Regions from separate parts of the Zea mays genome. Here region 1 is linked to region 2. Evidence: chromatin contacts called from public Hi-C data. All regions are on one chromosome and are shown on one strand. The core of a region is the stretch at or near the end of the contact, and the rest is flanking DNA. Distances in the headings are between cores, read along the strand shown. Region 1 holds the start of LOC103632023 (pentatricopeptide repeat-containing protein At5g64320, mitochondrial). Region 2 holds the start of LOC100278243.

Evidence for each region. A called contact is a pair of places that touch in the nucleus more often than the background predicts.
Region 1: a contact with region 2 is called in a Hi-C map of leaf, with 5 times the contacts expected there. The contact joins the promoter of LOC103632023 here to the promoter of LOC100278243 in region 2. A contact is called at or near these places in 3 of 25 Hi-C or Micro-C datasets (ear, leaf and tassel).

Annotation. Positions count from the first base shown.
Region 1 is chr7:10,717,356-10,720,421 of Zm-B73-REFERENCE-NAM-5.0, reverse strand. It overlaps LOC103632023 (pentatricopeptide repeat-containing protein At5g64320, mitochondrial), which reads left to right and starts at 1,322. Exons shown (of 4, transcript XM_008653875.3): 1 at 1,322-3,066. The coding sequence starts at 1,639. LOC103632024 (a long non-coding RNA gene) reads right to left here and starts at 1,216. Exons shown (of 2, transcript XR_555610.3): 1 at 542-1,216; 2 at 44-446. It overlaps LOC111589909 (small nucleolar RNA SNORD96 family), which reads right to left and starts at 963; the gene lies at 870-963. LOC111589910 (small nucleolar RNA SNORD96 family) reads right to left here and starts at 772; the gene lies at 680-772.
Region 2 is chr7:10,080,243-10,083,353 of Zm-B73-REFERENCE-NAM-5.0, reverse strand. It overlaps LOC100278243, which reads left to right and starts at 1,855. Exons shown (of 3, transcript NM_001151582.2): 1 at 1,855-1,913; 2 at 2,054-2,094.

The sequences.
Region 1 (3,066 bases), core at 73-2,572, 640 kb before region 2:
TCAGAGCATTCCATTGGTCAGGGGTGGGATTGGGCGAAGAGGAGGCATGCGGTTGAGTATTTCATTCTTTGTTCTACTCTCAAAGTAGATTCAAGCAGTGTATGTATCTGGTTATTACGGGTCTATTTGGGAGGGCTCCCTCCACATCAATGAGTCGTTTTGCCAAACAATATGTTAAGATAACACTAGCTCAAGAGGACAAGAGCCGAAGTCATTTTTACAGCCATGCCGAGGCCTACATGGGTCGTAGATCAATATTTCACCCACTCTGCGACTGCCAAGTGGACATCGGGCTTCAGCTTCATTGAGCCTAGCAGCAGCATCCTGCTGCACTTCCGCGTCATCACCGGCAAGGGCGATCCATAGGACTTGTACCCACAAGCAGTGTAAGTAATCATAATCTGCAGGTATCCAATTCCATCTCAAATTCTGCAGCACATTACATCCTACAAATGTAAAATAAAACTAGTAGTTAATTCACTTTTAACGTTGGCAGTTTTTACGGGTACCGTTCAGTGGTTTGTTCAAAAAATAGCAATACCATGAAAATACTAGGCTACAATATTTTGAAACGCCTAAGAACCAAGAAGTCTTTCTGGTCTGATTTGCTGTTACCATTTTCCTGAAAAAAAAAATATGGCCAATGCGGTATCAGACTCAAAAGTGGTTATACTCTGTTTGGCCTCAGAATTCTTTGCAGTGTGACAGCATGGCTCGCGCCAATCAGCCCCGAAAGATGGTGTTTTTGATTGCTGAGTTTCGTCACAGGCCACTGTCAAAGTATTTCAGATCAATTTTTTTACGATGCAGCATACAGACGCATGAATAAAAGCGTGGAAATGCAAAAGAAAATCTGCGGGCTGGAATGGGGACGTCAGAATTGCAGAGTTGGCAGCATGGCTCGTATCGAGCCAATCAGTCCCGAAAGATGGTGTGTTTTGATTGTGTTTTTCATCACAGTCCTCATCAGAGCTCGCAACAGAAGAGAGAAATAAATTCTTAAGGACGACAAAAAAGAGGAAAACATCGTCTCTCTGAACAAAACTGCACAAAGAGGAGCAAAGGGGAGAAAAGGAAGAGACACTCAAGAAACAAACCAACCAAGATGCTTCATGAAACTACAAGAAAGAACGCTGAAACAGCAAAGGGCACGGGACGTCTGCAGAAGCGGCGGCGGCCGTAAAGACCAAACCCTAGCTAGCGGCCAGGTGACATGATATCGTCGAAAGGATGGGGAGGTGGCCTGTTTATAAAGGAGCTGGGGTGTAGTCCCAGCCGTTGGATTACTTCCTGAGAACGATGTGCCCGATGAGGGTTTCCATGTTGTGTGTGGCCAAATTTCAGCCCAGTGCGATACGATACGATACGGCCTATGACGTTTTTTTTTCAAATGGAAACAGGAGAGTATGCCGGCCCATACCAAAAGAACAGCCCAAGCAGTTAGTCTGGTGCTATGCATCCACTCGCCTGAACTGAACGTGGTCCCTCTCCTCTGTCCTCCGCGATGGTGGTCCCCAGCTCGGCAAATGTTGTCCCCGGGGCGGCAGCGCCGGCGGCCTGAAGCGCGACGACTAGGACGGCAGCGGCAATCTTTAGCGCTGTCGGCGGCGGGATACTCGCTGCGCGCCACGCGCTGACATGGACGAGCCCCCGTGCCCGCCCCCGCGGCCCGCGCTCAACTCCGCCGCCGCGACGTCATGGCCGGAGCTGCTCGCGCCGTTCGACCTCTCCCGCCTCCGCGCCACGCTGTCCTCGCACCCGCTCACCCCGCGCCGCCTGGCCCGCCTCCTCGCGCTCCCGCTCGCGCCGGCCACCTCCCTGCTCCTCCTCGACTGGTACGCGTCGTCCCACCCGGCGCTCTCGCTCTCGTCCCTCCCGCTCCGCCCCATCCTCGCGGCAGCCGACCCCGACCGCGCGCTCGCGCTCCTCGACTCCCTGCCGGCCTCCCGCCTGCCCCCGCTCCGCGAGTCCCTCCTGCTCCCGCTGCTCCGCTCCCTGCCACCCGGCCGCGCGCTCCACCTGCTCGACCAGATGCCCCGCCGCTTCGCCGTCTCCCCCTCCTTCCGCTCCTACAACGTCGTCCTCTCCACGCTCGCCAGGGCCGACTGCCACGCCGACGCCCTGCTCCTGTACCGCCGGATGCTCAGGGACCGCGTGCCGCCCACCACCTTCACCTTCGGTGTCGCCGCGCGCGCGCTCTGCCGCCTCGGCCGCGCCGGCGACGCGCTCGCGCTGCTCCGCGGGATGGCGCGCCACGGATGCGTGCCTGATGCGGTTCTCTACCAGACTGTCATCCACGCCCTGGTCGCGCAGGGCGGGGTCGCCGAGGCCGCGATGCTCCTCGACGAGATGTTACTCATGGGGTGTGCGGCGGACGTGAACACCTTCAACGACCTGGTGCTCGGGCTGTGCGGGCTCGGGCGCGTGCGAGAGGCAGCCAGGCTGGTGGACAGGATGATGACGCAGGGATGCATGCCAAGTGTGGTGACATATGGGTTCCTCCTGCAAGGGCTGTGCCGAACAAGGCAGGCGGACGAGGCGTGCGCCATGCTCGGGAGGTTGCCGGAGGTGAACGTGGTGATGCTTAACACGGTGATCCGTGGATGTCTGACGGAGGGGAAGCTGGCCAGGGCAACAGAGTTGTATGAGATGATGGGTTCAAAAGGATGCCCGCCTGATGTGCACACATACAGTATTTTGATGCATGGCCTTTGCAAGCTTGGGAGATTTGGTTCAGCAGTGCGGATGCTTGATGAGATGGAGGAGAAGGGTTGTGCACCAAATATCGTGACCTACTCTACCTTGCTGCATTCATTTTGCAGGAATGGCATGTGGGATGACGCAAGAGCAATGCTGGATCAGATGTTAGCCAAGGGCTTTAGTATGAACTCCCAAGGATACAATGGTATCATATATGCCTTATGCAAGGATGGCAAGCTTGATCAAGCGACAAGGCTTGTCCAAGAGATGAAGAGTCAGGGGTGCAAGCCTGATATTTGCACGTACAATACAATGATTTATCATCTGTGCAACAATGACCTGATGGAGGAGGCAGAACATATTTTC
Region 2 (3,111 bases), core at 606-3,105:
AGCTCGACGGAGTCACCACCAAGCCATCTATGATGTGGTAACCTCCGAGAGTAATAAACCGATGACGCTCGCTTGATGATTCACATAGTGCCTCAAGATCAATCGGATGATGCAACACAATAGAATCACTCAATCACTCATTAGAATGCAATCCCAATCAACAGTTGTGAGTGAGAGTGTTTGGAAGATTCAAGTGTGCTTAATGTGTGCAAAGAATGGCCAAGAGAGCTACCACACACGAACACCACTTCTATTTATAGCCCTCCAAACACAACTAGGAACACCACTTCTATTTATAGCCCTCCAAACACAACTAGACGTTATGGGCAAACTGTCCACTTTCTACGCATTCGCGGACAGTCCGTGCTCTAGGGCCAGATGGTTCGCCCTTCACTTTAACAGCTACTTTTGTTTGAAAAGTGTGTTATAGCTGTCAGAAAAGCAAGACACAGGTGGCCTGTCGACCCTGACCAGCTAGTCCGTGACCTGGGAACTTGAATACCATGAGCTCTACCCACCTGATTTTAATACGGGCGGACCATTCGCCGAGCATGACTAGACAGTCCACGACCTATGAGTTAGTACTACCTATGGCATGAGCACGGACGGTCTGCAATACAAACTACTAGAATCACATATATAGTCTCTGCTCAAATCAATATGGACACCTGCAAATGGTCTGCACTCTTCGGCTAGATGGTTCGTACAACAACTCAGGGACTATGCAAAAATTGGACCTTTCCTGATCAGTACCGTCGAAGGGTCCAGCCACTTGGCCTAGCCCAGGTGGTCCGCAGTACAAACACTTCAGATCACTCCTAAGAACACATGCTATTGTACAACTTCGGACCAGTCTGAAGACACGCGGACGGTCTGACCTCCTGGTCCGGATGGTCCGACCTTCAGACAACTTAGCCACTTTCCAAATAGCTTTTGAAAAGATTTTCTTTTCACAATTTCAGAAGTGTTGTTAGTTCTCACGTGCATGCAACATCTATATGCTCTATGAGGCATTAAGTTTATTATCAAGTAAACAGCATTGACCCATCTCAATATTATGGCTATCTAGCCTACTAATCCAGTCAACTTACTTCTCTAATCACCTTTTTGATCGGTAAAAGTAAAAACTATATACGTTACCTTTGCCTTGAGTTGTTCCACAATCAATGCCAAAGTCTCCAAGACTTTCAATGTAGTTCAACTTTCAATGGCCCAACATGTATTCTTATTTTCTACAAGAATTCGTTAGTCTACATGTAAGTGTCATTAGTTACCAAAATACTATTTAGGGGCCTAGATGTTTCGCACCGACAGAAAATTTCTGTCGGTTTACTTAAATACCAACATATTATTTGGGTTTTTCTATGAGTAAAGTTCACTATCGATCTTTAAACTTGTCTGATTGTGTCAATCCGGTTCATAAACTTTTAAAGTATGTCTGTTAAGAGTTTAATCTTTGTTTGAATCTCTACTATGTTTTAATGGATTGTTGCGGCCTACATATCCGTCGTCGAAGGAGAGATAAGAGTGGATGGGGTCTAACAGACCATAGTGACTAACCATGTGGACCATAACAACTTGTTAGTACGTAATAGAAACCTGAACAGATATTGAGCTTTTAAAAGACATATTTTAAGAGTTTATGAACCAAAATGACACAATTTTAAAACACTTTACTCTTTTTTCTGTGGTACATATGGTGATTAATCAAATGTATTTTCTTTAAAAAAAGGACCTTAAAACTAAATTAAAAACGAAATTCCCATGACAAACGCAAGAAACAGGAAAGCAAGAACCGGAAGAAACGGCCAATATACAGAACGAGCCAGCACTCCATTTTCTCATACGGTTGGCCCGGAATTAGGCGCCTCGATTGCTTGCTAGCCGCCAGATTAGTCTTTCGCTACCCTAAGGTTGGTCGCCTTTGGTGCTGTAAATTTCTTCTCATCCAATTTCTATTTCTATTTTAGGAGTTTAGTTGGGGAAAATAATTATTTCTATCTCTTTGTTTCTTGGCTGCCGTTTCGGATTGTGGCCATGTAATTCATCTCAGATCGGTCGGAAGAAGAACAGTTCAATCTCGGTTCATCAGAAGTAAGTCGGGTTTTTTTTTGTGTGGGGTGGGGGTGAGGGAGAGAGTTCCTATATTGACAAGGCGAGTTGATTGGGTACTTGGGTTGGTTTGCTTCAGGTGAAACTGCTTAGATCAGATTTCGTGGATTCCTTCACTTCAAAGTTTGCATGTATGTAAGTTGTGTCCGGAATTCAATTTGAGCTGCTGCTGTCTGTCTCCTTTCAGTAATTCAGTTAGACAATCCAGATTTTGTTTCCCCAGATCTATGTTAAAAAGAGACTTCTTGAAGTGATTTATTTAGTGCTCACGGATCTGCAAGCCCCAGTATTTGGTTTGCTTAAGGTCATATCGGTTTCTTGTTAGTTTCTTGGAGTTTCTTTCCACGTTGCAGTTTGGTTGGATTAGGATTAAATCAAATCTTCTAGTCAATTGCTACACATTTTTTTATCAAGATTCGAACAAGCAACTTATTTCTCTCTTTATTTCTTCTTCCATTTGAGTTCCTGTTTTGCCTTTCCAGTGTGATACATGATTAGATTTATGTTCATTTTTTCCATCCACGACTCCAGATTGAGCTCGTGTGCTGTTCTTCTTTTGCTATCAGGAATCTTGATTGTGCTTCTGATTGGTTAGAATTTAAGGCATGCTTTTAGCTGAAGTTGTGTGGCATCTGTTCTGTCTAACAGGTTGCAAGTGGTTTGAATTTTTCAAGAACAAAAGTTTCCAACCTGTATGGATTATCTTCTGTTTCTGGCCCATCAGGGGAATTGCTCCTGCTTCAGCCTCTTAGATTGACGTCAGAGCAGGAGGCGATTTCGCTAAAGTGGTTTTAGTTATCCTGTTTAGATAATTTGGTCACATCTAATAACATGCAGGGGATTGAATCTTTACCCCCAAGCCTGCTTCACATATAAGCCCTGATTTCCTTGTACTATGTAGAAATTCTTAGTTGATTCACCTATTTTTAGGCTCATTTATTTTAATATTTTTTCCTACATGACTGTTTGATACCCGCTCAGCACTCAACCTAAAAGGCT